7 separate regions of the Mus musculus genome follow, and all the other regions are linked to region 2. The links are chromatin contacts, called in public Hi-C, HiCAR-type, HiChIP or PLAC-seq and promoter capture Hi-C maps. All regions are on one chromosome and are shown on one strand. The core of a region is the stretch at or near the end of the contact, and the rest is flanking DNA. Distances in the headings are between cores, read along the strand shown. Region 1 holds the start of Tatdn3 (TatD DNase domain containing 3). Region 2 holds the start of Traf5 (TNF receptor-associated factor 5). Region 3 holds the start of Irf6 (interferon regulatory factor 6). Region 4 holds the start of Angel2 (angel homolog 2). Region 5 holds the start of Vash2 (vasohibin 2). Region 6 holds the start of Utp25 (UTP25 small subunit processome component). Region 7 overlaps Traf3ip3 (TRAF3 interacting protein 3).

What was found. Promoter capture Hi-C pulls out the DNA fragments that hold promoters and counts their contacts. A called contact is a pair of places that touch in the nucleus more often than the background predicts. HiCAR-type assays count read pairs that join an accessible place to other places. HiChIP or PLAC-seq counts read pairs in DNA pulled down with a chosen protein or histone mark.
Region 1: a contact with region 2 is called in a Hi-C map of B cells, with 10 read pairs. The contact joins the promoter of Tatdn3 here to the promoter of Traf5 in region 2. A contact is called at or near these places in 2 of 39 promoter capture datasets (hippocampal neurons and neutrophils), 2 of 484 Hi-C or Micro-C datasets (B cells and CD4 T cells) and 1 of 9 other capture datasets (adipose tissue).
Region 3: a promoter capture Hi-C map of embryonic stem cells shows a contact between it and region 2, with 4 times the contacts expected there. The contact joins the promoter of Irf6 here to the promoter of Traf5 in region 2. A contact is called at or near these places in 4 of 39 promoter capture datasets (the C10 cell line, cranial neural crest, embryonic stem cells and 1 more).
Region 4: a contact with region 2 is called in an H3K27ac HiChIP or PLAC-seq map of bone marrow-derived dendritic cells, with 6 times the contacts expected there. The contact joins the promoter of Angel2 here to the promoter of Traf5 in region 2. A contact is called at or near these places in 4 of 39 promoter capture datasets (erythroid cells, liver, neutrophils and 1 more), 2 of 484 Hi-C or Micro-C datasets (CD8 T cells and regulatory T cells), 5 of 115 datasets of contacts at active chromatin or transcription factors (bone marrow-derived dendritic cells, bone marrow-derived macrophages, large pre-B cells and 2 more) and 3 of 9 other capture datasets (adipose tissue, liver and macrophages).
Region 5: a contact with region 2 is called in a promoter capture Hi-C map of the HPC-7 cell line. The contact joins the promoter of Vash2 here to the promoter of Traf5 in region 2. A contact is called at or near these places in 2 of 39 promoter capture datasets (the HPC-7 cell line and hippocampal neurons) and 1 of 9 other capture datasets (adipose tissue).
Region 6: a HiCAR-type map of astrocytes shows a contact between it and region 2, with 3 times the contacts expected there. The contact joins the promoter of Utp25 here to the promoter of Traf5 in region 2. A contact is called at or near these places in 2 of 39 promoter capture datasets (cranial neural crest and embryonic stem cells), 1 of 115 datasets of contacts at active chromatin or transcription factors (astrocytes) and 1 of 9 other capture datasets (liver).
Region 7: a Hi-C map of B cells shows a contact between it and region 2, with 11 read pairs. The contact joins the enhancer-like site here to the promoter of Traf5 in region 2. A contact is called at or near these places in 1 of 39 promoter capture datasets (pre-B cells), 2 of 484 Hi-C or Micro-C datasets (B cells and bone marrow-derived macrophages), 1 of 115 datasets of contacts at active chromatin or transcription factors (large pre-B cells) and 1 of 9 other capture datasets (liver).

Annotation. Positions count from the first base shown.
Region 1 is chr1:191,061,057-191,064,484 of GRCm38.p6, forward strand. Tatdn3 (TatD DNase domain containing 3) reads right to left here and starts at 1,854. Exons shown (of 10, transcript NM_001357166.1): 1 at 1,745-1,854; 2 at 169-201. The coding sequence starts at 1,801. Nsl1 (NSL1, MIS12 kinetochore complex component) reads left to right here and starts at 1,965. Exons shown (of 6, transcript NM_198654.3): 1 at 1,965-2,216. The coding sequence starts at 1,983.
Region 2 is chr1:192,091,215-192,094,623 of GRCm38.p6, forward strand. Traf5 (TNF receptor-associated factor 5) reads right to left here and starts at 1,385. Exons shown (of 14, transcript NM_011633.2): 1 at 1,042-1,385.
Region 3 is chr1:193,151,606-193,155,372 of GRCm38.p6, forward strand. It overlaps Irf6 (interferon regulatory factor 6), which reads left to right and starts at 1,507. Exons shown (of 8, transcript NM_016851.2): 1 at 1,507-1,694.
Region 4 is chr1:190,926,421-190,929,908 of GRCm38.p6, forward strand. Angel2 (angel homolog 2) reads left to right here and starts at 2,085. Exons shown (of 9, transcript NM_021421.4): 1 at 2,085-2,338. The coding sequence starts at 2,280.
Region 5 is chr1:190,977,208-190,980,661 of GRCm38.p6, forward strand. It overlaps Vash2 (vasohibin 2), which reads right to left and starts at 1,791. Exons shown (of 8, transcript NM_144879.2): 1 at 1,499-1,791; 2 at 974-1,380. The coding sequence starts at 1,249.
Region 6 is chr1:193,128,982-193,132,307 of GRCm38.p6, forward strand. Utp25 (UTP25 small subunit processome component) reads right to left here and starts at 1,270. Exons shown (of 12, transcript NM_145415.2): 1 at 1,063-1,270; 2 at 510-549. The coding sequence starts at 1,169.
Region 7 is chr1:193,187,461-193,190,904 of GRCm38.p6, forward strand. All of the region lies in intron 8 of Traf3ip3 (TRAF3 interacting protein 3), which reads right to left. Among named protein-coding and RNA genes, the nearest start is that of Traf3ip3, 12 kb to the right of the region's middle. Within about 2 kb of position 1,786, at least 190 of the 459 cell types and tissues checked have an H3K27ac peak or open chromatin away from gene starts, as enhancers often do. A contact at or near this core is called in B cells, where this site is marked.

The DNA of each region.
Region 1 (3,428 bases), core at 604-3,103, 1.0 Mb before region 2:
TGATCTAAAGTTCAGTGGGGGGTTAGCTCTGTGGCTGGCACAGAGTGAGAGCTTAAATATACTGCTGACCACGGAAACAGCAGAGTCTGCCTACTTGGTCCCTAAAAACAGTATGTTGAATGAAACAGGAAGGGCACAAAAGGGGGGGGGATATGGATTCTAGCTTACCTTCCTGGCTTTCTCCAACACATCATCCAGATCCTACAACAAACAGAAGCAACCACGTTTGTTTTACACGAGTAATTAACTGCTCTTGGTCCATATACAGGCAGCAGAGGCACCATTAAGGACAACATTGTTAGCAAGGAACAGAGTGGCAGAAAATGAAGTCACCCTCCTCCTTACTCTCACAGTCCATGATGCACACTATATCAAAACAGAGATCTCTGTTGCCAAACACACAGAGCTTTCCTGTCCTCTCTCACTCTGTCCCTCAGAGGCTTCTGGACATTTCCCTCATGATTTGCTTTCACAGCCTAGTGGTAGGTAACTCTTCAGTCTCCTTGACTGATTCTCTGTCCTTTTTGTGACTTCAAGCTCTTCTGTTCTCTTTCCACTTGCCTTAAGGGATTCTGCCTTTTTCCTTTGTTTGTTTAACATCCTCGACCACACTATGTAAGATCTCTATCACTAAGCTATATCCTCCCCTTCTCGTGGTTTTTGATACCATGCTGAATCTCCAACTTACAGAGTTTTTACTCTCTCCAAGACCCACGACTCACATTTGAAATGATTATGTATTCTAATCTTTCCACTTGGATGAGATCAGACTTAACCAATATCCCCCCACTAGGATTTCCAGCTGCCCACCTGCCCACTCTGATCCCAAACCTTTTCTCGTCTCAGCAAAGGCCATCACCATCTTCCTTACAGGAAGCACAAACTGAAATCTAAGTCATGCTCGATTTCTTCCTCCCCTTGCTGTTCTTATCCAAGGCATGCATGTACTGTTGGTGTTATTCCTAAAATTTGTTGAGTACATGGTATTCTCATGATATTCTCACTGTACTGGCTTCTACCAGCTCTTGTCTGTAAACTGAGACGTTTCCTAAATGCTCTCACTTTCTCTCCTCCACCTTTTTGCCACTCAGCAGCAAATTTGTCTTCAGAATATTCGCTCTCTATATATATTTAAAATGGGTTTGTTTTTAAACTTTTAAGGGTTAAGACTGTGCATCTAATGCAATCCAAATGTCTTACTGACCTTGACCTACCCTTCCCAGCTCCTGGAAATTTCTCCTTTATTAAGTGTTTCCAGCTGCTGGTTAACTAAAACAGATCAAATTCTATAATGTATGGGAGGTCTACAACCTGCCGGTGTTCATCACTACCATACACTCACACCCTAAGCGTCACCTCCTAAGAAAAAGGCACCTACTTCTCCTTCCTCTTCACTTTCCCCAATGTAGCCGGTAAAACCTATTTCCATCCCTACACATTCACTCCATCAAGTGTTATTATTTTTGTTTGTCCCTCTGCCGGGCCAGAACTAGAACCTCTGCTAAGGGCTTGGATGGATCAGCACACCTCAAGAGTGGTAGGAGAAAGGGGTGTTGAGACGACAAACTAAAGCTTCATAGAAATAGTTAACCGCCGTGTAAGATGAGGAATGTCAGTTCCAGGACGCTGGTTCGAAAGGGTCGCCATAGACTAGGTACGGTCTGAGGATTTGGGGGAGAAAAACTTGCGGGAAAGGAGACACGGCCCTCCCGACTCCCGCAAGCCCCAAGTCCCCCTCACATACGTTGTCAAAGTCCGAGGCGGAGAGATGGCAGTGACAGTCCACTAACCCCAAACCCATAGCTACTCCTGCAGGCTTCTCGACTGCAAGCCAGGCGGCGGAACTCTGGGGCCGCGGAACCCGAGGCGGAACCTTGCGGCGGCGGCGGATCGGGTTTCCAGTCGGACGCGTGCAGGAGCGTTCCAGGGAGGGAAGCATCCTTCCGGTCTCAGCGATTCCCGCCTTAGTTTAAACCGGGAAGATGGCGGCTGTCTCTGAAACAGTGCTCGTCTCCGCCCCGCAGGACCACGATGCCCAGGCCGCCTCAGACCCTCAGGCCACGGCAGCAGACTCTCCCCTAGAGGACTTCCGAGTGCGCTGCACCTTGAAGAGGGCGGTGATGGAAGTGATGGAGATGTGCGGTCGCTTCGTGCAGGAGCTCGGGGCCGTGCTGCCGGAGGACGTCCGCGAGCTCGCGCTGCGGGACGCACAGTGGGTACGGACCCCTCTTTCCCGGTCCTCACCCAGCGCATCCTGGCTCTGGCTCGGGGCCCATGTCAGGCCTTCGCAGATGGAACGATGCCCAAGACTGGCTTGGGAAATGCCAGGGAAGGCAACTAGATGCTAGTGCCGCCTGGGTGCTGCTTCCTGTCAGGAACATACAGGGCGAACACGTATGTAATCTTAAGAAGCAGGCGGTATTAAGTGTACCCATATTCTTGAACATGTACAGCGCTATACGTATAAACAAGGCATCACATTTTGCTTTCATAGCAAGCTTTCAAATCTTGTGTTTTACAAAACATTTCTTTTGGTAGTTAAGTGCGCAGTAAAGACAAAGTCGCTCTCCTGTGGGCCAGCGCAACTTTGCTGGTTGGTATGAGGAATTCTCCAGGAAATGATAATCCTTGAAGTCAGTCATCTGGCTAGGTTTTTGGTCATTGTTATTGTTTTTGTTTGTTTTTATAACATCGTGTGGATTCGGGGAGAAAACATTTTCTTTTTAAGTTGAAAATAGATGAAGAAGCTGTCTTGGTGTTAAATTTTACCAAGTTCTAGTTGAGCTGGTCATGACAGTGTATGCCAAGTACTCGGAAGGCAGGGGCATGCAAATCTCTGTGAGTTCGAGACTAGTCTGGTCCACGCCGTGAGTTCCAGACAAGCCAGGGCTACGTAGAACCTGTGCATCCTGTTGCTCCCCCGGCACCCATAAACCCTTAGAACACACTTATTTCTCCTATATTTTGTGTACCCCTGAATATGATGGTTTCTGGGAAAAGACACTAGAGATCGAAGGACTGCTAACTCAAGCAGATAAACAGCCTATATGTAGGGGAAAGTTTCAAGCTTGTAACAGCACATTCATGACCAATGACAAGAGTGCAGAGTAAATATAGAGGTTGTCAGCATCAAAAACTAAAACAACAGTGGTTAAGGGAAAGAATAATGAAGAAACCTTCCTTGGATTGTAGTTTTATACCCCAGTTTTGGGAATAGTAGCTCCTGTGTTATTCTCTCCTTAGAAGTAAGGCAAGGAGAGAAACGGCACTTAATGTTTTTAATAGTTATCTTGGGAGATGACTGTAACTAAGAGGGTTTATCTGATTATAGAAAAATGCTAAGATAATGAGAACATTTACATGTAGGAATAGACAAATGTGACTTCACCTCTAATAGCTTGTTGAATGAGATCTTAAAGAGAATCAGA
Region 2 (3,409 bases), core at 135-2,634:
GTGGGGATTGTAACTACATAAGGCTGTTTCTCCCCCTAGTCTAACAGGACTGACTCAGAGGCTTTGGCTCCCCAACTTTGCAAGTCACCCTGAGATACCCCAAAAAGGAAAGCTCTTACTCCCAGTGGCTGGGCCCCTATGTCATCCACCCACATCCAGTGGGTTCTCCACTGACGTCGGCCATCCTTGTCCCACACCACCGGCCTTAGCCAGGGACCCTGAGAACGTCACCCTTCTCTGTTGTGGCCCCTTTCCACAGCTAGCCCTACAAGAGACCAGGGAGACTACAGTCCAGAGTCTGGAGACAACCCATTTCCTGAACTCACTACCTTTCCCACCTTCATCTCCCATCCATCTTTCCATCTGTAATTTCTGCCTTTTCTGTTTAAATCAGTTGTCCAAGGTGTCAGGTTTTTATCCAGACTCTCAGTTATGTTAGGATCTCTGGATTGGGGAGGACTCGTTAACCCAGACGTTTGCTGTCTAAAATTATCTCTCACACACCCAGGAAGTTCTATTCTCAGAAATGCTTTAACCAATTTCTTTGCATTTTAAGTATTCCCTAAGACTTTTAAAAAATGTGTATATTCCTGGAAAAGGGAACCGTCCTCTTTGGCCCTAATCTAGTTTTCACACAGCACCTATGCCCGATGTTTATTGCAACAAGCTGGATGCCTTTTTTCACAGGCCATGGAGAGGATTGGGGAGAAGGGAGTCTCTCCTCATTTTACAGACCTTAGCCCACAACTGGACTCCGACGAGCCCCGCGCCTGCCGCAGCGAGATAAACAGAGTTCTCACGAAAGTAAAATAGCCAAATATGGAAAGTCAGCAGACAGAGTGGAGAGGCTGAGGAAGAAAGAAGCCAACCAGAATGGCCCAGAGGGATCCGCAACAAAAGTCCTCAGAACTGTCCTCAGAACTGTAACACCTCACAGTTGGGTGGCAAGGGGGTCAAGCAGTGGTGTGAGGACTGTCTCCGTCCAACCTGCGGTGGGTGCTCACCTCTAGGCGCCCGGGTCTGCTGAAATCTGGAACTCACCTTCTGCAGAGTCGGGTTCTGTTTCCAATCGAGCACGCGCTATAGCACCGGCGCAGGCTCGAGACCCTGGCATTAAGCTCACGTTAACGGGCTGTGCTCACAAGTCTTGCAAAAGTGCCCTCGGCCGGGCGCGGGTGTCCCGCGTCGCCTCAGTTCGCCCGCTACCACACACGCCTCCGGCTCACCACCCTGAGTTGCTTTCGGTTTCTGAGGAGCCGGGACGGTTAGCTCACCCGGACTTCGCCACTTGCGGGGCTCGCGGAGCTCCGCTGGCGCCCTACGGCGGCGGGCACTAGGCTGCTTCGCCTCAGCAGCGGGTTAGGCCAGCTCCAGCGGCGGGCTCCGGGAGGGGCGGGGCTGACGATGGGGGTGTGGTCAGGGTGCCCAAGAGGCAGGGCTGAAGGTGGAGGCGTGGTTATGTCTCCCGAGAGGCAGGGCCGAGGATGGGGGCGTGGTCATGGCGCCCAAGCGGCGGGGCGTGAGGCTTCTGACAGCGGCCAGAAACTCACCTGAGCTGGGCGAAGTATCCCTCTAGATGCTGGGAATCACCCAGACCCTAGAAGCCTAGGCTTCTCTTTCTAGAAACATTAGTATCTTGTGCGCCTTTGAATTGTATATATTTTGCTCTTCAATCAGCCTCCCTCCGACCCCCCAAACCTATTTATTCTTTGAGTAGACACGTTTGCTCAAGATCAGAGATCTGGCTCAAATCACTTCTTCCCTGAACTTGCTGCAGTCCAGTACAAATCTGCCAGTCCTCGTTCTGCTGTTAGCGTAACGTTGACAGTCTCTCTGATGTTCTGTTGTCAAAAGCGTCCCAGTTAGTTCTCCTGGTCTTCAGAGCCACCTGGTGGAGGGTGCCTGAACTATGAGCGTTCTATCTGCGGTCTAGAGAGAACTGAGTGGACCTACCCAAGGCTAGAGCTTGAATTCTTGCCTCCCAAATCCTAGCACAGAGTTGTTACAGTGTATTCGCTCTACAGGTCCACAGTAATTGCAGCCTGTATGAACGAAGTGAACTAGCATCTCAAATCTAACCTCTTCCAAGTCAGACAAACGCGGGAAATACTTAGCTGTCTTGAGCATCAAATGTTCATCACGGAGAGAAGAGAGTACTAGGGCCCTTGCAGTGGACACAGGTATGCATTGGAGCTGGGCAACAGCTGGGAGCGGATGTGGGATCTGGTGGAATAGTCAACAGGATCCCAACACCCAGGTGCAACTCTTTGGTTATCGAGATTAAACCCTCCCGTGGGCATGCTTTGGCCCTCTGGACCAGATTACTCTTGTGAGAACTGAAAGAGACTGAGCCTAAGTCCTCTCCTTCCCTAACCCTCCCAACAATACATCTATTTACCTTACTTTCCACCTTCTTTCACATGACTGCAAGGTGACAGGACCCTATGGATTTAGACACCATAGGAAACAGGCAATATAGACTGGAAAGACCATGTCTGAAATGACTAATGTAGCTATGGTTCTGAAAGAAGCAATCTGTTCTAAATATGAGACCCAAGGTCTTGGTATGATGAAGTCCAAAACTGGGATAGGATAAGTTCTTATTGTGTTCCAAATGGTGGCCACCGGACTCACAGACAGAAGTCTAAATGAGAATAGATAGGACTTTTTTGGTGGGATTGGAGAAGTGTGGTCTCGTACATTTAAATTTTTTTAATTATTTTTTATTTTGCTTGCTTGCATGTCTGTGTACCACGTGTATTCCTGGTGTTTGTGGAGACCAGAAGAGAGACCTGGAGTCACAGACAGTTATTAAGCTTCACATAAATGTTGGGAGTTGAACTCAAGTCCTCTGGAAGAGTAGCCAGTGCTCTTAGTGTTAATATCAGAGTAGTCAGAAGTGAAGGATATGTTCCCAGCTTGTGGTGTTGATCCCAGAGTCAGTCTCTTGTAGCCTAGGCTGGTTCACATTTGCTATGCAGCTGAGGCTCATTCAAACTACTAGCCTTCTTCCCCCATCTCCTGAACACTGTGATTACAGGCGTACACCGTCACATCCAATTTTCTACGTAATCATGTTTTATTTTTCTCATGTACCTTCAAGAAAGTTTATGTTTTGTTTTGCTTTGTTTTGAGACAAGAGAAGATGTCTCTGCAGGTGTCAAATCAGGCATGAAGACAGGGCCAGATTTGAGCATTATTTCAATATTTTGAAAGTATTCATTATTTCCATATACTATTTAATAGTAAACTGATTTACTAGTCCTTAAACTAGAGTCACTTATAAAGAGAAGGATGGCATGATACACAAACTCTTTCTTCAGAAGGAAAGGGCAAATATATGATTCTTCAGGACACTCTACCTACCACCAGTGGTTTAACTGGTTGGTGTGACTGGGCAGTCTGATGA
Region 3 (3,767 bases), core at 257-2,756, 1.1 Mb after region 2:
CACAACACCAATCTGCAATTTCTCCCTCATCATCTTATTTTACTGTTTTGAGACAGGGTCTCACTATGGATCCCAGGCTGGCCTCAAACTCACTGTCTTCTTTTTCCTTCCCATTGTGATAAAAATAACCAGAAAAAGAAACTTAAGGGAGAAAAGTTTTTCCTGACTGCATTCAAGAGTGCACAGCCTGTCAATCCTGGGGCTTCAATATTCAGGAGCTTCAAGTTTCCTTAGCTGGGAACAGAGATTCACACACGCTAAAGCTTGGCTTAGCTTCTCCACTTTTTGCTCAGTGAATGATTCTGCTTACAATTAAGATGGGCCTTCCCACATCAATTAGTTTAATCAAGACAATCCCTCGAAGACATTCTCAGAGGCTAACCTTAATCAATACAACCCCATCCCACCCCCACCCCCATTGTCCAGAGGGCTGTCCTCTGGCTGTCTAGATGACAACTAATACTAACTTCACTCTATACAGTATTAGGTTAGGAAGGCTTGGTCTTCCCACCTCAGTCTCCTGAGTGGTGGACGCCTTTCATTGCTGTTATTCTTAGGACAGTGGGGAGGTTCTCACCCAGGGCCTTGATATACTAGGGAAACACTCTAAAAAGGAGCTACACCCTCAGTCTTCCTCCTAAGTGCCTTGCCCATGTTCCATCTCCTTGTTTCAGCGGCGTTTGGTGGTGAAGGGTTTGCCTCACTGCCTGGACGCTGCTTTCATAGTTGATCAATGGATAGGGCAGGTGGGTGGCACTTGTCAGGCACACAGGACATGAACTCCAGGTGGCAGAAAAGACTCTTACTCTGCAAGGTATTGTGGGATATTCTACCCTCACTTCAATAATAACCAAACGTGCTATGTACTTTATAGACACATATTGAATGCCCACATAATCTACCAGGCAGGCGATTTAGAAATCCCACTCTACAGAAAAGAAACGGAAGCTCAGGTTGCTGAGAAAACTTTCTTAGGTCTCTAGTGTCCGATAAAGACAGGGGCGAGGTGGGGTGGGGGTTTGAACGCCACAACTGGCTCCAGGGTCTGTGCTTTCAACTAGCACTTCATGGAGAATGGAAAAAGTGAAAATTGCGGTCGCCTTTGAATAGATAGAACTTAAGGTAGAACACGGGGTCCACGGGCAGTCCTGGAAGGTGCATTGACAAGTCCTGGAGTAGCTTCTCAAAGCCAAGTCCACCTACGCAGGTCCTCGTGCTAGTTCTGGGGCCCAGTCTCAGAACCCTCACTTGTGCAGGGTCACTACGGGAGGGGCGACGCTCTTCTATTTCGACGTGAACTCCTAGAACCCTCCCCCCCAAAGTCCCCAGGACGATCGGACACCCGCAGGGTGAGGCCCACACAGGGACCGCTCCCTCGGTGGCAGGGGCGTAGGGTGACGAAGAGGCAGGGCGGGGCCGGCGGCCCAGGAACGCAGAGGATCAGATTTCTCGCAATGCACCAATCCTGAACTCCGGGGGATGTGGCCACACCTGGAGGGCGTGACCAGACCGTGCAGGGGCTGTGGCATCCAGGGCTAGGCTCTGAGCACTGGGCACCGAGGTGGGCAGGTGCGGGCCTGTGCCGGCCGCAGAGGAGCCCGCGGTTCCCAGCCGCACCTAGCCGTCGGGGGAGCTCCTGTGCTGCGGCGGTGTGAACTCTTGTGCACCTGCTCCTGAGCACGGACTGAGGCCAGGTGGGGACGCCGGCGTTGGCAAGCCACCTGAGGGAGGACAGACACCTGACGGGTGGAGCCGGGCCCATTGGAGTTGATGTGGGCGGGGGAGCCGGCTTGGGTTCCGTGTCCCGCACCAGTCTGGGTGCTGGGCGCTGGGCACCCTTCTTCAAGTAGTTTTGGGACGGCACCGGGCCCCTTCTGATCCCCTCCCGCAGAAAGAGCTTGTTTCTGCTCCGCCTGCTCCACCATCGGATGGAAGGAAGGAATCCCTTCCACCCTAGCCTCTCCGGTTTTAACTAGCTTACTCTGAGGCTGGCTCCTCTGTCCCAGCGGGGACTTCCCAGGCCCCGAGGCCCTGGGTTCTAGTGGCTGTTTAGGGAAAATCGGGATGAGGATGACCTAGGGTTTGGTCGGATTTGTTTTCCTTTTTCCGAGTGTCTTAACACAGTCAAGGCCGCTCACACTGGGCCTGGGAGATGTCTGTGGAGTTCCAGGTAGCCAAGCTAGGTGCTGGGGAGGGTGGCGCCAGGCGTGGCAGCTCTGCCGGGTGAGGCCCTCCTGGCCTGAAGGGGCTGGAGGCGGTGCGCGGAGAGCAGAAAGCCTCCCATACCTGCCTGGAAGGGAGGCCTGGGCTGCCGTGCTTCGCTCGGTGATAAAGTGGTAACCAGCCTTCCCTGTTTTCTTGGTGGGTATCAAGATGGAAGCTAGGGAAGGGAGAGGGCGAAGGTGCTTGGGCAGGGATTGGTGAAGTTGCTAGTTAGATCTGTGTGTCACACATGACAGCACAGTGGCCTACAGCTTGGCCTTGTCATCCACCAACTCCAAACCCACAGGGAGGAGGTGTGTGAGGATGTGAGCAGTAGAATAGCATTTACTCCGAGGCAAGGTGAAAATTCATGGAGCTGGCATTTCAGTTCCATTCAGGAAGAATGGGAAACTAGGGCAGTCCCAACAGCTGCCTTTGAGACCTGGCCCAAACCACCAGAGCCTTCTAGCTTGAGGTCTAGGATCCACTCCTGGAACAGACAATGAGGACAGTTCGTGCCCCAGGAGCCTGAAAGTGCCCCTGCCCTCTGCTCACAGTGAGGAGGTGGGTGGTGGTCTTATCACTGGATGGTTCCTATCTGTCAGAGAAAACAGACCTTTCATTTTCATGTGGTGGCAGCTGGAGATGGCAGGGCACAGTTTCAGTGGCCTGAAGGTTTAGAGAGGTCTGATTTAGATGTCTTTAATCGCTTCCTCTCAATTTGGTGGCTCCTCCTGGGGTCCTTGTTGGTTTATGTGTAGAATGGGGGAGGCTCAGAGTGCAGGGCACAAAGGCAGGGTTTGGTGCATCCCAGAGGTAAGGTAGAGGCCACTTAACCTTATCCCTGTGCCTCAGTTAACTCAGCTGTCAAATGGGGCTGACACCACATCTTGGATCCTGAGGGTGGGATAACACAGGTTACACTATACAGCCTGTGTTGATGTGGAGGATGGCGCTGCTATTCATCCTGAGAAGTGTCACTGTCTTGTGGTATAGAAAAATGCTGCTGCAGTTTTAAATAATTGGGAATCGAAACAAAATGTGGGTGATTCTCTCTCTCTCTCATATATATACATATATATATATATGAGAGAGAGAGAGAGAGAGAGAGAGAGAGAGAGAGAGAGAGAGAGAGAGAGAGAAGCACTACATATATCATGGTACCTTGCAATATCTTCCCTGGTTTGTGTCTGTGTGTTATGGAGTGGAGATACTGCTGTACAGCCATGGCTGTGGGGTTTACAGCCCATGGATTTGGTTTAGTAAACCATTTTCCCTCTCTGACATCTTGCCTGTTTTTACCCTTCCCCGATAACTGTTCTAAGAATCTCAGATGGCAGATGGGGGAACTCCTGGCTGATTTTTAGAAGGCAGAGAGGGGTTGCAGAGAAGGAAGTAAGATAGAGGAGGGCAGGCTGCGGAGCCACACATGTATGGCCCCATCTTGGGAGAACATAGGGAATCCAGAGTGTGGATCTTAGTCACCAGTGACTGGGGTGGCTCTTCCTCTTGCCTTGCCAGTGCAGACTACTGTCATGACTGTCTTCATTTTGTTCTCAACTATA
Region 4 (3,488 bases), core at 835-3,334, 1.2 Mb before region 2:
ACTTGACAGCTCTTAACAGCTGAGCAATCTCTCCAGACTCTCAGACAACCCTTCTTTAAGACAGGTTCTTGGTGTGGCCCAGGATGGTCTCAAACTCTACAGGCTCCTGCCTCAGCTGTCTGAATGTTGAGATGTCAGCATATGTGAACAGACTTGCTTAACTTATTGAGTGACTAAAGCAGGATCTATTTAAGGGGACAGAACAATGTGAGCTGAGAACTTTCAACTGGAACATGAATGCAAAAATGGTGTTTTGTTTTGTTACAGAGACAAGAGTTCTCCAACCCTTAGGATAATCACCATGCTGCTATAAGGTAACTACTCTCTCTAAAGTTCTAGAGCAGACAGCTCCCAAAGTGTCTTTCGTCATCAAGAAACCTTCAAACTCATTGAAAGAATGCATCTTGACAGTTGGTGGTGCACGCCTTTAATCCCAACACTCTGGAGGTAGAGGCAGGTGGATCTCTGAGTTCCAGGTCAGCCTGGTCTACAGAGTGAGTTCCAGGACAGCCAGGGCTACACAGAGAAACCCTGTCTCAAACAAAGGAAAGGGAGGGAGGGAGGGAGGGAGGGAGGAAGGAAGGAAGGAAAGAAGGAAGGAAGGAAGGAAGGAAGGAAGGACCTTAATGCCATTTGCTTATTTCAAAACACTACATTTTTCTTTGCACAACAAGCAGAGGAGCTAAGGTGTGCTTGGAGGAGAAAGTCTGGTGATTGACAGGTCTTCCTTAAGTCTGCTCCAGTTAATAACCCTATCAATGATCTTTGTTTGCCGTATGTTGTGTAGTCAGTAGAGTACTAGGTTGAATAGATTTGAACAGGAGTCATGGACACTGTTCACAAGTCACTTACAATGTGATTATGGAACAAGGCATATAGGACACTACTGGCCACATGTAACTAACAACAACATTGTGATCACCCTTAGAAAATAGGACAGTATAAACCTCAAGCAGTCAGCCCCCATTTGTGGACACTGCGTTTGTAAACTGCCTACTCCCTAAAACCTACCTAAAATGTCCAAATCAATCCTCACAGTGTTTTGGTTTTTCTCCAACAAGGAGAAAGGCAAATTTTAGTTGCCTAGTGTGCTTGTCCCTGAGGTTAAACAAGGCACTCTGCCCTCTTGAGTTTTCAGACCGTAAAAAACTAACCTTTCTACCGACTACTTAGTGTCCCTTTCCCACAGTTTTACTGATTTTTCTATTAAAAGTGCCCCCCAAGTATACTGCTGCAAGATTCTGAGGTGACAAAAGTTAATGATGTAATATAGAGAAAATATGTGTACTAAATTATCTTCAATTAGGTATGTATCAGAAGACTGTTGGACAGAGTTTAACGTTAATGAAGTGACAATATAAATTAAATAAGGAACATGCATAAAACAAGACTTCATATTGGTTGATGAAAATGTGGTCCGAAGCCAAGTATGGCAGTACGTTGCTGGTGACCACAGTGCTCAGACAGGCATGTGAGATAAGTTTGACGAATGCCTGGACTGCACAAGACTTTTGTCTAAGGACACTCACGAGTGTGCGTGTGCAATCAGAGACTAGCTTTCCTCAGAGTTTGCTAATTCAGCATTCCTGACATGTTTACACAATATAACAACTGCAGATAAAGAGAAGGATATACACGAAGGATAAAGTATCTCTCAAAATTAACACAAGGAAAAGAACAAAACTTCCCAAGAAATTACTACCCACAGCTACACAGCTCTACCAAAGAAACTAAGCAAGCAGCGACCCTGGTTTCCAGTGCCCTCTGCCTCGCTATTCTCGCTGTCCCTTCTCCATTTATGTTTTCCAAGAAAGCTACGCTCGATCTGACAGACTCGGATCATCAACGCACTAATTAATGTACAAGTGGGTTCTCTGAGATTTGCACAAAATCAATTATAAAGTTCTACGGGAACCCACAGAATAGTATTTCCTCAACGTGGAAATCTACCTTTTGGATCTACGCAACCACGTAAATACACTTTAGGTCTCACGCAGCTCCTGCTCCTTCCTATGTCTTAAGAAAGCCGTCAAGCGCTAGCCTTCCGCCCTACCAGGAAATGGCTGTCCGCGCACGCTCTGCGCATGCCCGGAGTCGCACTGCTTAAAGGAACTGCCCCAGAAGGCAAGATGGTGACCGGGCCTGCGGCGAGACGCTCCTCCCAGCATGCCTAGCGGCCGGCCGGGAGCCGAGTGATGGGGATCCGGTAGGACCCGGCGAGCGGCCGAAGCTGAGGTGCAGCCGCGGGCCCGGGCGTTGGGCGCTCACAGAGAGCCAAGATGGAGACGTGGCGCTGTGTGAGGAGGGGCTACGGCCGCTGTGTGGCGGGGCGAGGCCGGTCAGTGGCGAGCGGCCGGCGGGATGGACAGAGGGAGGGACCTGGAGGGGCGGGCGGGGAGGGGAGGGGCGGGGCGGCGGGGCGCGGGAGGAAGGCGGAGGAAGAGGGTCCGCGGCGGGGACGCGCCAGGCGGCGCCCGGGGAGAGGTAACGCGCGGGCGGGCAGCAGCGGTGGCCGCGGCCTCCGGGATCCTGCGGGCCTCGCGCGGCCTCCACGCTCGCCGCCGCCGCCCGCGCGCAGGGCCCCGCCCGGAGGGAGGCTGCGCGCCCCGGGGTGGCTGGGCAGCGTCGGTCACGCGGAGGCCAACTTTCACCGCCACTCAAGTTCTTGCTCCGTCCTGGGTATTTTTCTTTCAATCCACTCTTTGAGAGCCTGGCGTGATGGCTCACGCCTGCACTTTCCACACCCCGGAGGCCGAGGCGGGAGGATAACCATGAATTTGAGGCTGGCCTGGATTAGGCAGCGAGCGTGACACTCCGCCTCCAAAAGTAAAAAAATAACTCACTTGAAATTTTAAAGCGCCACAGTACATGCAGCCTCTAATAATGTCACCCCAAGTAGTATCCACCGAATCTTAAATTGGATGTACGGATTATGTTTTTCTCCTATAAACTTTGAGGACTTAGTTATTAAGATTCCAGTGGTTTGTATAACCTTTGAAACTATATCGTACCACGCGTGGGAAATAGCACACTGTCGTTACATAAGCCGTTGGGATCTGCCCACTCCATTCCTGGTTCCTGTGCTATGGCATTTTCTGAGTACCAGCTGTGTGCTTGGCCCTTGGGTGGAGACTGGGCTTTCAGAGAATACTGAGGTTCGAACCCTCAAAAGCTCACTATCTTACAAGAAAAAGATGTGGTATAAATAACTGCCAATCCAAAGAATAAGCGTCACTGTGCAGGTTGCAGTATAGAAACATTTCAAGACAGAAAGTAAACCGTTATAGCACTGGGGAGGTGGAGGCAGGAGAATTAGAGACACCACCAGCCTGTGCTGATGGTCTTGGACTTGGTTTTTGTCTTGGTTTTTTGTTTGTTTGTTTTTTAGAGAAGGAGGGTTTTTCTTTGTATCTCTGGCTGTCCTGGGATTCATTGTGTAGACCAGGCTGGCCTTCAACTCAGATCTGCCTACCTCTGCCTCCTGAGTG
Region 5 (3,454 bases), core at 541-3,040, 1.1 Mb before region 2:
AACTCCCTGCCTAGCAAAGTAATAAAACACGATGAAGCAGGAAGCAGAGAACATCCTCCACTTCCCCAAGGACACACACAGCCTTCTGGCCTGCAGGCTTGCATGCTCAGCTGTCGCCAGCCAGGACCGGGACTGACTGCTGCCATGTCTCTGGGATATGTGATTCCTGCACCTCTCAGGAGTCCTGCTCAGCAAACGGGATCCCTGGGGTCCAGGGAAGCCACCTCCATGGCCACACTCCAGGTTTTCATTTTATATAACACGACACTCCCACCAGAGAACATGTCTCTCTGTAACCATATCCTTGGCCACTGAGCTCAGTTGCTCCCTGGCTGCTCTCCCGAGTAAAAAAGAGAGGGTCACTTGGTGTCTCCCTTTACTCCAGAGACTAATTCATCCAGTGTCCTGGAAAGTCCCTTTAAGCCACAGCCAAATGCTTCATTGGCGCCAGATTAAGCTGGTAAGGGACAGGTCACTGTTCTCTGTAAGCTTCAGAGGTAAAAATCAAAAATCACTGTCATAAAAGGATAGGAAGAGTGTGATGATGAAGATGAAGATGGTTAGCAAAAACTCTAGGAATGATTCACACTGAGAAGTCTGGCTGATTGATTACAAATTCACTCCATAAGTCATTTGCTAGGGAGACCTGGGGGTGGGGGGGGAGGTAAAACACTCACGGAGGGCAGATAGGGTGGACCCTGGGGTTCTATGCTTTCTTGGAGTGGTTGGTGTTGACCTGGTGACATTAGCTTTTGATGAAGATATTACAGGAGCTGAATACATAATGGATTTGGCTCAGCCCAACCTCAGAGCTTAGCCAGCAAGCCCCCTGCCTGCTCCTCTTGGCAGCAGAACAGGACTCAGTAGCTGGACACGAGGTCTCTTCTCCCTGCCCTGCCAAGGATGGGCTGAGCAGGTCCCATCCCTGCCAACCCGCCCATCCCATCCCACCCTTTCCAGCGAAGCCACTGACCTTAGCCAGGAAGGCAGCGTTTCTGATGGCGCCTACCATCTCTCCCCCTCTGGGGTGGACCTTGGCAACGTGCAGCCACATCCGCTCCCAGGTGTGGCTATCGATCGGGAACCCGCTCTTGTTCACGTGGAACAGCACCCCGCCGTCTTTGTCCTCCTCCTCGGAGCCCCCGCTGGTGGCGAGGCTCACGGGCCGCGCGTGGCTGCTCCGGGATCGGGTGCCTTTGGTGATTTTGGGGTGGGGGCAGCGGTGAGTGTCGGCGGCAGAGCCGGTCATGATGAGGGGCACACGGCAAGGGGGCGGAGGACGCCGGCACGCCGGGGATCAGGGCCCCGCGGGAGGTTGGGGTGGCCTTTAACTCTCGCGGCCGTAGGACACACGAAGGGAACCCCGCTCACCGACCGGGCCTGAAAGCAGTGGAAACAGCAGACACTGCAGCTCAATAAGACAGGCATGGGGGTTCCCGCCTCGCTGCCCCAGACCCACCCTTCAGGACTAACGCGAGCTTCCAGCCCCGCCGATTACCTAGCAAGGCGGCTGGAAAGACGCCACGAAGCCTCACACCCAGCTGCACTCGGGGATGGGGAGGCATGCAAGGAGCGCGGGGTGAGGAGGGGACGGGGTAGGAAAAAGCAAGACAGCTGTGTAGCAAGAAGACTCGAGGGTCCCCTCCAGCTTCACGCATCCCTGGGTCCCCAGATGTGGTGGACTGCCACGGTCCCACAGCGAGCGGGCACGTGAGCGCCCGGGGTTGGCGCGAGGGAGCCGCAGCAGCCTCTGCTTGTTAGGGAGGCCTGGCGTCTTCCCGGAAGCCCCCCGAACCCTGGCGCGAGAGGGGCGGCTCCAGCCGGGGTTCCCGGGCAAGCGCAGCGCCGCCCCCTTCCCGCGGGTCCCGCGCGGGCACCGCGAGTGGCAGCTGCGGGCCGCCACGACGCGCGCGGGGCCCGGGGACCCACCTCGGGCCGGCCTCATTGCTGCAGAAGGCTGTTGGGGTTGAGGCGGTCGTCGCCTCATTCCATGTCCCATTCTCGAATGTTATTCTGTGACATATAACTGAGTCACCCGGGCAGCCGCCGATGTTCCGAATGCGGCCATTGGACACCGCAACAAAGAGGGGCGGGTCCCGAGCTTGGGACTCTACAACCCGGAGCTCTGCGTCTCTGCGATTGGTTCCAGGGTTCCCGGGCGGGAGGGGATACGAGTTAGGGAAGCTGGGCTGCCACGCGAAATCCGATGCTGCAGTATCCTGGGAGCCCCGCGGAGCTGGAGCGACTGTCCAGGGACTAAGATCCAGTTTCCCTCGGGCAGAGGCGCAGCAGCTAAGCTCCGGAGATGAGATAAGGAAGTAGTGGGCCTGGTGGAGCAGTGTTGGTCGAGGAGCTGGGCACAGTGACTACACAGGGCTCTGGGTGGCTCTAGGAAAGGCCAACTTTAATACTTATTTAAATTCTCCATTACAAGTTTCTCCCCAGATTAACAAGTGTGTACAGCCCTGAATCCTCTATTAGTAGATGTGGATAACAAGGTTCTTCAACCCAAGCTGCTGTGAGAGGCAATTCGAGCCCCTTCTGTTCTGTAGTCACTGTAGAGGGATGCTTGAAGCCAAGGGAGTGGCCTTCCCACAGCTTCTCCTCCTCTTCTTTGTCGTCGTCTTCCTCTTTGTCGTCTTCTCCTCCTCCTCCTCCTCCTCCTCCTCCTCCTCCTCCTCCTCCTCCTCTTCCTTCCTTCCTTCCTTCCTTCCTTCCCTTCTTCTTCTTCTTCTTCTTCTTCTTCTTCTTCTTCTTCTTCTTCTTCTTCTTCTTCTTCTTCCTTCTATCTCTCTCTCTCTCTTTCCCTCTCTCTCTCCCCCTCCCTCCCCCCCAGCCCGTGTGTGTGTGTGTGTGTGTGTGTGTGTGGTGTGTGGTGTGTGTGTGGTGTGGTGTGTGTGTGTGTGTGTGTGTGTGTGTGTGTGTGTTTATACGTGAGGCTGGAGTATTGGGTTCAGCGAGTTAAGATCACTGTCTTTAAGGAAGACCAGCACTTTGGGTTCAGCACCCGTTCTCAGCTTCAGGAGGATCACACAAGTTGGGCCTCCTGGGCACCTGCGCTCTCATGTTTGTGCTGACTCTGACATATATGCAAAGACATGTAATTTAAAAATATTAGAAATAAATATTTTTAAACCTTTTACATTTTGCATTTGTCGTGTGTAAGTGTGCAGGTGTACGGATTTGGAGAGCGTGTGTAAGTATGTAGGTGTACGTGTGGAGTGTGTGTGTGTGTGTGTGTGTGTGTGTGTGTGTGTGTCGAGATCAGAGGACAAAGTACTGGTGGCCATTCTCTCATTATACCACATAGGTTCCAGGGGTCAAACTCAGGACCTCGGGCTTGGTGACCAGCCAGTAACCACTGAGCCATCTCACCAGCCCAAAGTACCTTTTTCTTAGTGATAGTGTCTTCCTTCTTGCTTCCTCCATCCCACCCTCCCTCTCTCACTTCCTC
Region 6 (3,326 bases), core at 20-2,519, 1.0 Mb after region 2:
TCATCTCTTGAACCAAGCCGGGCATGAAACTTAAATAAAACAGTTAACCAAGCTATGGTTCTAATTGACATCAGCTGCACGTGGAAAGAAAACTGACTTTTCAAACAAAATTTCAGGTTATGAGTTTTAACTTACATCTCAGACATCAGGTTTCATGTTGCATGATGTAAGAGGAGAATTACAAGCAAGTGTCACTGTCTGAGTCTCCGGGCCCCTTGTCCATTTTATACTGTGTGAAGCCTTTCATGCACAAGGAGCCAGCACTCTGATGAACCCCTTCCACAGAACTTAAGACAGTGTCATGGGGTAGTTTCCAACCATAGCCTCTCTCATCACATGGTAATTTCTACAGCTGTCTCCATCACTTACAACCAATTGGGTAGCATTACTAAAATCACAGCTCACACCCAAAACAGAGAAACACGGGGATGCAAACCAAACTTTACGTTTACACCCAATCTTAAAGGTAACAACCCAATTCCAACTACTATAAAGAAAAAAAGCATTACCAGCTGACAAATCTGCGGCTTGGCTTCCTTCTTGGAAACCCTAAAATAGAAATAGATAACATTAAACTTTAGCTGCTAGTTCGTAACAATCACGAAAAGGCATAATGATTCTGCTTTAAATGAATACCAAAAAAAAAAAAAATGTCCAATACAGGATAATATCCAGTCAGTGTAAAAAATGAAATTCTGCATGCACAAGGGCAGAGATGATCAGCAGACAAAAGGGTAACAGACAAGAGAGCTCAATGACATCTCTTAAGAAAGGATAAGTCAGAAACTGGCTTTTAACGGCACACCGGGGTTCACCTCTCAGGGCCAACTTTATCTCCCGACCTCCCGTCCTGTTTTTGGAGACCCTTACGCGGCCCTGGCTGGGCTAAGCTGCGATTTCGCGCCTGAGCCCGCGCGTGCTCGGATGACAGGCAGCACGGCCCGCGGTCTCAGCAGGTCCCGGTGCAGAGCGCACCTCCGCAGCGGGGTTCCCGTCCTGCACCGACCGGACCCGGCTCAACTCGGCCGGAACCAGCCCTCCCGGCGGCCCGCGCACCCCGACCTGTCGTAGAAGGGGTGCTCCTCGCCGAAGTCGCGGAGGTGCTTCTTCTGCTTCTTGGTCATGGTGCTGAGCATCTGGCTGCGGCCCCGGTTCCGGCGTTTGCCCATAGCGGAAACGTCAAGCTCGCCACAAACAAACAAACAAAACACAAGGTTCCCAGTGGCAAGTTGTCGCTGTCGCACGTGGGCACGCTGGCTTTACGGCGGAGGCGGGAGCCGTAAAGCAAAGCTGCTTTACGCCCAGAGAGTACGACAGGCGTTACACCCTCTGGTCGCTATACTGCCCCCTGCCGGAGCGCCTCTAGCACATAGGCGTGTCTACGCATGCGTGATCGGAACACCAGCTCCTAGGGCTGCAGGGACTGGCTGTCTTTCCGGGATGGAGTGGCTTGCTTTGTGCTTATCTTTTACCTTTTTTTTTTTTTTTTTTTTCTCCAAAATTGAGGAGGACGAGGTTGGTGGTCCTTTGTCCCTCTCCCAGGAGCTAAGAACTGAACCCAGGACCTTGCACTGGTTTTCAAGCACTAAGCGAAATCCACAACCGCGTGGTTCGCTTTGATATGTCAATGTATGCTAGCAGAAATGGTTGAATGCTACTCAGAAGAATAAGGACCATCGCTTAAGGGTGCCCGCACACCCCACTTAACGGCACACTGTCCAGACGGATCTAGCGAGTCAGTCTGTTGAGAAAGATGCAGACACCGATGCTTAGCAAGAAAGATCATTCATTAGTCTCTGGGAGTATGTGAGGTGATCCTCTCCTGACATTGCTTCTTTAACAAAAGCAGAAACACACAAGATAAAGTAGGATCTTGTATGTGTTATCACCCAAACGAGTGAAACTGTACATTTAAAGTTGATGTGTATTAGCCTGAGTGTGAGTAATAGCCTAAACGGGCCAGGGGCGTTGCTCGCTCATATGTAGGGTGCTTAGCCAAGGTACTTTTCAAATCCTGGGGTTTGATCTTTAACACTGAGCAAAACAAACCCACACAGCAAATAAACTAGTGGTGACTCACACCTGTGATCTCAGTCCCCGGGAGGCCGAGGCAAGAGAATGAAGTGTTAGAGACCTTTACTTAAAAAATAAAATTGAGCCGGGCATGGTGGCACACGCCTTAAATCCCAGCTCTTGGGAAGCAGAGGCTGGCAGATCTCTGTGAATTTGATGTTACCCAGGGAAAATAAAACAAGACCCAACTTCTCTAAATAAACAAAGGAACGAACAAAAATAGCTGAGGCCTGTATTTCAAGGACACACAGCAATAGGTGAGGCTGTTTGACACCACACAAAGACATACTTCCCTTCAAAACTAACCGAGGTTCAATGTAAACAAAGTACTAGCTCCAGCTTAGACTCAAAGCACAACTGGAGACATCGAAACATCTTTCTGTGGAAGAGTAGGGGTTTACTCAGGTCCACCTGTCCGCCCTCTGTTCCAGGGTCATCTACTACTAATAATTAGGGTGGGAGTGGGAAAGCCAGTGGTGGTGGGGGACAACCCCCCCCCCCCAGCAAAAAAGTATCAAAAGCCATGCAAACAGAAAGGGTGGTAGCCAGCACCTGGCCTGGCCTAGGAACTCATTAATAGACATCTGTCTTCTGTCTAGTTGAAAGGTATAGTCACTTAGATAAACAAAAGGCTGTTTGCAAAGTGTCCTCACAGGTTTTATGGCTCTGGTGACCGTGTAACCTGGCTCTAACCAATAAAAGCCATACTTTTTTCTCCTTTTACTGCACCCCAAGGGCCCTACCCCACACCCCCAGACATGCAGTTTCGTGTTCTTCCAGAGATCTCATCAGAAGCTGAAGGTTCCAGCACTTGAGGTGACTCTTGCTCTCACGTGGTTTCCAGCATGCAAATCTAGACTATTCCCAGTTTTAGGCAAAAATTCACCCTATCTCCATCCAAGTAGTCTCAGCATTGGCTTGCTGACTATTGGAAAAGAAGTCCCTTTCTTTCAAAGTATTGATAGTCACCTTCAATAAGGTTGACGGAGGGCCTATGTGACTATAACCTGACGGTTAAGAATTTAGCCATTGTCTCTATACCTCTGTGGAAGCTCTCTATGAGCACACATGTGCACATACATGTATACACATGACCTCCCCCCCCCACACACATACCTGGGAAGTTTTAATAAAGACAGGTTTTTCCCCTCCTTTTTTCTCTCTTTCTACTCTTAGAACTCATTTCTCTCCCCTAGGATATCCTTTTATGTATTCAAACTCAAAGTCTTTTCAGAGTTAACAGTAGTTCAGGA
Region 7 (3,444 bases), core at 536-3,035, 1.1 Mb after region 2:
CCTACCCCCAGCTTTCCTTGCCTTCTCTCATCCTGGACCTGGACCTTTGTCTGTAGAGCACAGGTATGAAGCTAAATGAGGTCTTTGCTCCTGGGGAGGATCTGATTTGTTCCAGCTCCTTGTTAGGGGTTGAAGTGTGTTTGTTCACCCTTCAGTTTGTATGCTGCAGTGAGCTACAGTATTCTATGTAGAACGGGAGCATATTTGGAGGTTGTGATGGTTTAAATATGCTTGGCCCAGGGAGTGGCACTATTAGGAAGTGCGAACTTGTTGGAGTAAGTTTGTCACTGTGGTCATGGGCTTAAGACCCTCATCCTAGTTGTCTCGAAGCCAGTATTCTGCTAGAAGCCTTTAGTTGAATATGTAGAATTCTCAGAGCCTCCTGCACCATGTCTGCCTGCATGCTGCTATGTTCCCACCTTGATGATAATGGACTGAACCTCTGAACCTGTAAGCCAGCTCCAATTAAATATTGTCCTTATAAGAGTTTCCTTGGTCATGGTGACTGTTCACAGCAGTAAAACCCTAAGACAGAGGCTGTACCTTCAATGAAGTTAAATGCAGTCAAATGAATTTAGTCTAGTCTGGTAGTGTTTTTCTAAAACAAGACCAGAACACAAGGTTAAACTGAGGGAAGACCACAGAAGACAAGATGGGTGTTGGCAGCCCATTCAGCAGGAGGGGAGACTGGTACTGGTGATACCTTGATTTCAGGGCCCAGGACAGTGGGGCAAAGGTTTCTGTCATGGCAGTCCTTGCATTTCACACCCTTCATATCCACTGAGAGTTCCTAGAGCCCCTCAGAATGTTCAACTCTCTTGTATGTAAATGTGTACTTTTATCTAAGGCGTATGTATATCTTCCTGTATGCTTAAAGTCGTCCCTGACTCTCACACACAGTACACTGGAAATACCATGGAAATGTCAGCTATAACGTATGGACTTGGCACTAATTACAAGAAAGACAAGAAAAACAGGATTTCCCCCCCCACCCCCTTTCAGTTATACTCGATCCAATGTTGGTTGAATCTGAGGCTTTGGAACCTGTGGCTGTAGAGGAATGACTACTGGTGTGTGTGTTCCTCCCTATCTGGCAGGACTCCTGAGAAATTCCTTGAAAAGTGAGAAATGGACCTACAGATACGAAACAGAGTAGGTGTGGACACGGGGAGGGGTAAGAGGGCCTCTTGGAAAGTCACAGAGCGATTCAGAAGCTGGGTCAACCTAATAGTCTGTCCCTGCCCCGTCCCGTGAGCCCCAGGTCCTGAGGTGCCTCGTGGCACTTTAAGGTAGGTATCCCTTGATCTAGGACCAAGCAGAGAAAGATGAGCAGAGGTGCAGTTCTGGCTTCTAGTCTTGTAGCATTTCAGCTATAAGATCCTTGTACCTGCATACATTGGAGCGTTTCACCTACTTTGCTGATCTTTGTACCTGTGTACACCCCCCTTGCCAGCCTTGAATTTTACCCAGGGGACATCTGTCTGGAGTAGTGGGGGTGTCAGTAATGAGAGTATGTTTTTTAGAGATAGAGCTGTGAGCAGTTAGTCTGTAGTGGTTTTCATATTCCTTCTCTGACTTGTCTACCCAAGTTCTGTGGGACTCTTGGAGTCCTTTCTCCAGGCCTGGATGTTGTGGCTCCTGGTGTCAAACTGACTTCCAGCCCTCATGGCTAAAAAGACTAGGGTGGAAGAGGGTGTCTGGGATGAGGTGGGCCTCCCTTTCTGGGAGTCGGGTGCCTGGGGAAGACAGGGAGTGGCATCGCACAGCTCCCGTTTGATCTTATTTGTTTAATTCTTCTAACTGTAGGGACCAGGGGGAGCCCCCACCCTTTCTGCTTCCTGTGTTATTCAGCTGGGCCTTGCAAAAGCAAAAATCTTTGCCAAAAACAATTTTCTAAAGTGCCTCCTACTATTAATGTTTTTCTCAGCCGCATGTGGGAAAGAGCAGAGAGAAAGGGATTTGGCATTTACAATAACCACAGGGCTTGGGACCAATGAGAGAGAAGGACAAAGGCTTCCACTGTTCGGGCGCAGGGGTAAGAGGTAGAACAGCTGCATTCCCCAGAGGGGCCTGTTCACTGTCAGTCTGGCGGCAACACACTAAGCTGGCCCCACCCCGCCCTGCTCTGCGTTGGTCTTCCCACTAACTGCATGCACTTTTCTTTGCCCAAAATCTACAGTGCAGAAGCCAGCCAAACCCACCAAGTTTAAAGACCAGGATCATCTCCTTATAGCGTGGAAGGGACACAAGCCCCAGACAGAGTCCTTGGAATGTCCTCTGGGCACCTTCCTATTCTGTAGTATCATGCTCAATTCAGTGTTTTCCTCTCCCAAGGGTTTATGTATCTCAGCCAACCCCCAGATTATTTTTCCATTTATGTTGCAATGCAAGACAATTTACAGTATCCCCTTTCAAGTAGGAATAGGGGCTGCCACCCAAGTCTAGGGCATGAACAAAATCTCTTGTACATAGAGCTCTGCTTCCCAGACTCCATAAGGCAAGCAGGAAAGTCCCAGCCATGTTCACGTTGCTGCAAGTGGAGCACAGGATTTCCTGCCCCCGCACCCTGACTCTACCCATGCTGACGACTGTGTTAGAGTATCTGAGAAGCTCTAAGGCTACAGACCTTACCCCAGGAGCCTGGAGCATCTTGGAAAGGAGAGGAAGGCAGTGAGGAGGCCACACACACACACACACACACACACACACACACACAGAGTGTTGATCCAAGGCTTTAGATCCTGCTACTGTTTGATCCTCCTGCCTCAGCTCTGTTTCCAGAAACGCCACACCTTCACCACAGAAGCCCCTTCCCATGGCTGCTCATCTCTCCCCTAACAGCTTGCATACTGGGTGAAGCCTGTTCCCTCTGTGTTGTCATCTCAGGATCTCAGTTATGCTTTGCAGAACTTAAAGCCCCAGTGCTCCACTCCTGCTTCCTCTGCAGGCAGAGCTACTTTTGTTCCAGTGGCCAGACCCCAGCTCTGGGTTCTCAGCAGTTCCTAGGGATGTCTTCAGGGGCACCAACCCTGGGGTTCTCCTGTAGATCTTACCATGAACATCCTTGCATGAGAAGCTGCAGATTCATATGTGGACCCGAATGGAAAGGACAAAGTAGACACTGGGCTTAAGCCTGAGTCCCAGGTCTGACCTCATTCATTCAGCTACTTTCCTAACACCATCAAATGAGGCCACGGTCCAATGGCTTACTGCAGTTGTCTCAGGAGGGGTGGAATTGGAAGTGTTTTGTTTTGGGAGAAGTAAGGGTTCTCAAGTGAACAGTTATGGATGACTTCTTAAATACAGGAAGCTAGAAGCTTGGGGTGGGAGAAACAAGAGAAGTGTGTGTGTGTGTGTGTGTGTGTGATGTGTGAGACCTGGGAAAGGTGGGAAGATGGGAGCGAGGAACCAAGCTGGAGCCTGGGGAAGAGCCTGGGATAAAAT